Regions from separate parts of the Mus musculus genome. Here region 1 is linked to region 2. A link is a contact called in public Hi-C data. All regions are on one chromosome and are shown on one strand. The core of a region is the stretch at or near the end of the contact, and the rest is flanking DNA. Distances in the headings are between cores, read along the strand shown. Region 1 has its middle 18 kb from the start of Gm30074. Region 2 overlaps Mgst2 (microsomal glutathione S-transferase 2).

The links. Hi-C and Micro-C count contacts between places; a contact is called where the count stands out from the background.
Region 1: a Hi-C map of bone marrow-derived macrophages shows a contact between it and region 2, with 32 read pairs. The contact joins two enhancer-like sites. A contact is called at or near these places in 1 of 39 promoter capture datasets (3T3-L1-derived adipocytes), 3 of 15 datasets of contacts at CTCF or cohesin (CD8 T cells, the NIH/3T3 cell line and large pre-B cells), 8 of 484 Hi-C or Micro-C datasets (B cells, the Ba/F3 cell line, CD4 T cells and 5 more), 35 of 115 datasets of contacts at active chromatin or transcription factors (the 230-238 cell line, the HPC-7 cell line, the NIH/3T3 cell line and 25 more) and 6 of 9 other capture datasets (adipose tissue, embryonic stem cells, embryonic tail and 3 more).

The regions. Positions count from the first base shown.
Region 1 is chr3:52,196,770-52,199,469 of GRCm38.p6, reverse strand. No RefSeq gene overlaps it. Among named protein-coding and RNA genes, the nearest start is that of Gm30074, 18 kb to the right of the region's middle. Within about 2 kb of position 1,314, at least 216 of the 459 cell types and tissues checked have an H3K27ac peak or open chromatin away from gene starts, as enhancers often do. A contact at or near this core is called in the SCID.adh cell line, bone marrow-derived macrophages, extraembryonic endoderm stem cells and 1 more, where this site is marked.
Region 2 is chr3:51,672,455-51,675,154 of GRCm38.p6, reverse strand. All of the region lies in intron 2 of Mgst2 (microsomal glutathione S-transferase 2), which reads right to left. Among named protein-coding and RNA genes, the nearest start is that of Mgst2, 13 kb to the right of the region's middle. Within about 2 kb of position 1,299, at least 46 of the 459 cell types and tissues checked have an H3K27ac peak or open chromatin away from gene starts, as enhancers often do. A contact at or near this core is called in the SCID.adh cell line, bone marrow-derived macrophages, extraembryonic endoderm stem cells and 1 more, where this site is marked.

The DNA.
Region 1 (2,700 bases), core at 65-2,564, 520 kb before region 2:
TCATTGGCCTGTCGCAGACAGGAAGTTAGCACCTCCAGTCTCTGCCCCAGGAGCCACAGTTGGCTTTATCAAACAGGAAGAGACAAGATTAGAATACGGTGGGGCTGAAAAATACAGTCTAGACTGATTGTCCCTGAAGAGTTGTCATCCACACGAGCTTCTGAAAGCCAATTCACAGGAAGGTATCCCAACCCAAGGTGCCAAGTGAGCCCACTGTGCAGGTGTCAGCCACACAGTTGCCATTGGGAAGTAGGAAAACACCAGCTCTGAGCTATGTGGAAGCATGAGTATTGGTCCTGGATGGATGTGACAACTACTGGGGACACTAAGGGTAGGTACCGTCCTTATCTGGCATCAGCCAAGGATGTGGAGATGCAGGATGTGATGTAGAGAGCTACCTCAGTTAGTCTTTGCTTTCAGCAAAATAAGTATCATGTCCCTGGACCTGCAGGTAGTCCACACAGAAGTGAAAGAATTGGGTCTAGTGCATCTGTGGGCAAGGTAAAGCACACCAGGTGGAGGCGCTATGGAGACAGACTCCAAGCTCGCACTTGTAAAGTACCAGGAATCAGAACTGCCTAGGGAAGACAGCCGGATACCAGCAGAACTGGACTTCCTGGTCATGACTGCTGGATCTGACCAAGAGAGTTCTTCGGTTGCTGAATTCCATATTTAAATTTAGCCTGCAAATGAAAAAAAAAAAGCAGCTTTTTACAACTCTAAATAAACTTTCTACTACTGAGAATGGTGATTGAAGCAAAAGTAAAAATAGCTGCTCACACCACGATTTGAGGAAATCTAAATCTGAAACGATCGTGTTTTTTTTTTTTTTTTCCTTATTTGCATGCTACCAAATAAGGACATCGGGGAAGCAATGAGTCACCAAGATTCTAGCATTTACCAGACTGCAACATGAGGGGAACGCATTCCCTAGGATGAGCTCTGTGATTGGCTTTCCCCTCATCCCCGATGTGGACCCTTATACACCTACCTGAAAAAATCGGTCCTGATTTCTTTTCCTAATTCTTATGGCAGTGTTTCAGTGAGTAATATTCATGCTTCAGACTGTCGAACCTGTGGAAATAATGTCCCACATCTGAGGAACAGCTCAACCCTTTCACAGATTTTTCCAACCTCTGTTATCTCGGTCGATCACACTCGATGTGCGCGGAATCTCCAAGGCAGAGCATGCGGCTGTCACCTAGGACATCACTGAACTGTGGATCTTTTTTGCAGAGACGGGTGACTCACCATCCAGGAGGGGGTGGAGGGAGGATGACACAAAGGAAAACGAGATTTAGAGATCTGAGCTCTCTGTTACCGTGTCACATGGTCCCTGCATAAACCAATGTTCTACAAGTGCGGAAGCCCAGCCGAAAGGTTCGGGCACGGCCTGCCCACCCAGTGTTTCCTTCTCCAGCTCTTAGAAGACAGTTTAAAGAGAGCTCCGGAATGTTCTGGTCTTTTGTTTGGAAATTTCGCCTGCTTGTTGACTAGTTGTCTGTGGACCGTGGGGTGGGTCTGTTTGCTTTAAACAGGCTGAACGATGTGTAAGGCATGCCGGCTGCTTTTGTGCCTGGCTTATTTGAAACTGTTTTAGTGTGACACTGGAGGACTTTAAAGGCAACTGTAGCTGTGGTGGGATGTTCTTGCAAGTTGGTACAAGAAAAAAATGTGTCTATTTCTTAGCACATGATCAGTGGTCTGCATCTCCCCTATAATTAATAATAAAAATAATAATAATATCACAGGGTCTTGCAAAGAAATTTGAATTACTGAAGTTTTTTTGGGGGGGAGCCACTTGCCCCCTTTATCAGAAGACTGCCAAACATAGTCCCAAAGATGGAAGACATTCCTTGTTCTTATATCACAGGAGTTCAAACCCTGTATCACAAGAGAAATGGTTTCTGGAGAGTTATGGAGAGCTACAGTCAGTTTTGCATATTATCATAACAAAAAATAACCAATAAAGATACTGCCCCCTTCATTGTATAAAGGAGAAATAAATGAAGGAATTGCCACTGAGCTAGGAAGCCTGTCCGTCCCACCCCCTCAGTTTTCACCCATCTTCCTGCAAGGAAGCTCAATGGCTGCCAGAAAGGAAGAGACCATGGCTGTGAACTGGTCAGGCCAGAGGTTGCTGGGCATCAAAACGGCAAGAGGCAGGTCACAAAGACCAGGATGGGCAAAGCAGATCTTGTCCTGCCTTTATCTCTAATTAGTTGTGTGGCTTTGGATAAGCATTTCACCTCTCTCATCTGTCAAATGACAGGCTGGGACTAAGTTCTCCAATGTCTCCAACAGCTCTGGTAGGATAGCGGTGTGTGTGTGTGTGTGTTGGATTAGATTATTTTATTAAGGATCCATATGAAGGCTGTGAAGAAAAGCTGACTGTTTCTGCAAGCTGCAAAAGAGCAGACTCTGGAGGAGCTATGAAATGATCCACAAGGAATCCCTGCGGTGGGTTGAAAAACTATAGAATTATGGAATTGTGTGTAACACACAATCTGAGTGAGGCTCTCTGAGGCCATACAAAATGGGACACGCTAAAGCAAAGAACCCAGGCTTTTGAAGCCAGCCTATGCCCCTACTCCAGTCTCTCCCCATGATAATGCAGCACCGTGTGCTCACAATTAAATGTCAGCCACGGAAAACATTTCCCTTGGCTTTGTTGTTCCAGGACCGGATTCTTTTGTCCTC
Region 2 (2,700 bases), core at 50-2,549:
ATCAAAAAAAAAAAAAAAAAAAAAAACAAAAAAAAAAAACAAGAACATTGTGCTAAGATATGGCATGAGCAGGGGGTAGTTAGAGGCCATTGAAATCAGGCAAGAATCGACTGTAGCTCTGTGTATGCTCGTGGAAAGGCAGGTTACTTTGTATTTCTTCATCTTTATCCCCCCAAGAAATGGGTCCCTGTCCTCCTATTACAGGCAGGAGTCACTCTTGGGCTCACTCAACCTCAGACCTTTGCAGACATGCCTCAGACTTTGGTTCCTCTAAGATGCAGTGTATGGGTCAGTCTGCCACAGCAGGGAAGGCTTGACCACCTGTGTGGAGCAAGTGGCTATCCCCTACCCCCCACCCACCCTCACCCCCACCCACCCCAGCTCCTCAGTCAATAAGCAGAAAGAGATGGCTGCTGTGTTTAGCTGGCTTCTTTCTTTGGTACCTTCAATTTAGTCAGAGACCACAGCCCATGGGATGGGTCTTTCCTCTTCAGTTAAACCTCTCAAGAAACAGCCTCGGAGACAAGCTCAGAGGTGTGTCTCCTAAGAGATTCCAAATCCAGTCCGTTTACAGCGATGAGCCATCCCCTGCATCTTTGTCTGTTTCTCGTCATCATCTTTCAGACATCAGAAGTAATTCTCTGGCTGCCAGTTGGGGGTCTCTGCTATTTGTGGCTGTCTACCTGGTAGTATTGCTTCACCTCGAAACACCTGGAGCCCCATTCTGCCTGCTCATTACCACCTCCACCCTGTGACCACACCCTCTCCTGCCAGCAGCACCTCTGAGCCCGGAAAAGCTCCCACAGCACGATGACAAAGCGCAGTGTGCCCTGCGGTAACCGCCAGCGTGAACAGATACACTCAAGTTAAGGGGACCAAATTCTGAAAACTCCCCCACTAACTAAGCTATCAGCTGCTAATTATTTTCACGGACAGGGCAAACCAATATGGAAACAATTTTAGCATCTTTCTAGCTACCTAGACAGCTACACTCTATGCTCTCCTTACAAGGTTCCATAGGAAGATTCCTGTGACCATTCTTCATGACACAGTTAATGATCATCACCTGTCAAATACTCGCTCCCCTCAAATATCCACGGGGGGGAGACCAGCTGTGTCTAGTCATTTTCTGATCACAGCCTCCACGGTGCAGTAGCCCTGACATCCTGTATAGAGGCGGGGGAGGTTGCAGTCACTGTTATAAGCAGATGTCACCAGGGGCCTGGAATTCCACACCAGGAAGAGTAACTGGAAAGGTCTTCGATAGGGGGCCAGTAGGGGGAGCAAGTGTCCTGCTTGGCCTGGACTTGAGATGTTATCTAGAAGGTGGAACTTCAAGTTTTGAAGCCAGTACAGTCCTGATCGGTTGCCCTGGTTTGTCCGGCGCCAAAATGTTTTAGGAGACCTGAGGCTTAAGGGAGAGAATGGCAAAAGCCAGAGAAAAGCTGAGAACTCTGGGTACCGCCGTGGTGATCACGTGCGCTCAGCGTTCCCCCACACTGGGTGGAGCAATGGCTGCAGACTGGGCCTTGCCCGGGGTGACTCCAGTGAGTGGGCAGCCTTCGGCTCCGTGTCTAATGCACACACAGAAGGAAGTAGTCCGAATCCATCCACAGACACTGTGCAGCACGGCCCGCGTGCACAGACTGAGGAGGGCAAATGCACCCCCACAGGTACAAAGGGAGCACTTTGATCAAACTAGGGCAGGGCCGTGTGTGTGTCTGCACAGATCAAACCATATTATAAAACACAGGCTCAAGGCTTCTCAGTCACAGGGAACCACTGTAACACTCTCTCCTGGGCCTCATAAAGACGGAGTCCTGCTACTGCTAGGACCGTAGCTCCACTCAGCAGTCATCCAAGTGTCCACTATGTGCATCAGGGACCCACAAGCAAAGAACTCCAGCTGTTTCCTGGACTTCAACATGGCATGATCCCTATTGCATCAGACAGTCCGTGCCCACTCCAGTTGTGTGTCACGCCTACTGCCTTACACCTCTGGGGCTCAACTGTGACCCCGTGTGACACAACTTCCATTGTGTTAAACCTCTGAGAGTTTGGGACACTCAACTAGGAAACAATACTGTATGTGTTATACATCACACAGAACAAAAGAGATGGGATTCTAAGAACGAATGTGAATAGAAACTGCAGCAGTGCCCTCCCCTCTCTGTGGGCTACTTAGACTGCAGGAGCAGCTCGCAAGTCACAAGTTGTAAGGGACAGGGAAGAGTGCATTCTGATAACAAATAGTACAGCGAAAACAGATAACAGATACAGATTAACAGGAAGGTTAGGGTTAAAACAATAAAGTAGGGAACACCAAGGAAGATAAATAAGAGGGCCAGCAACTAAGAGATAACCAAGTAGATAAGGAGAGAGGGAGGCCAGAGCTCAGAGCTCTGAGCCGGTGTCAGCAGGCCAACTGGCTTCCCTGAGACTCCATCCCCACTCCATTCTTTGGAGAATATATGCAAGGCATGGTTGTCCTGTCATATGACAAACAGTCTACTATTAGGTAAAAAATGACTTCTAACCAGTAATGTCTACCTAGTCTAGAAAGGAGACCACCACGCAGATCACAACATACACAAGACTACGGCCCCACCCCTGGGGGAGAAGAAAGACTGTAGATTCATCTTGGCAGCTGTGATACAAGGTAAATAAGGGAACAATGAAAAGACAGTTTAGTTAACAGCC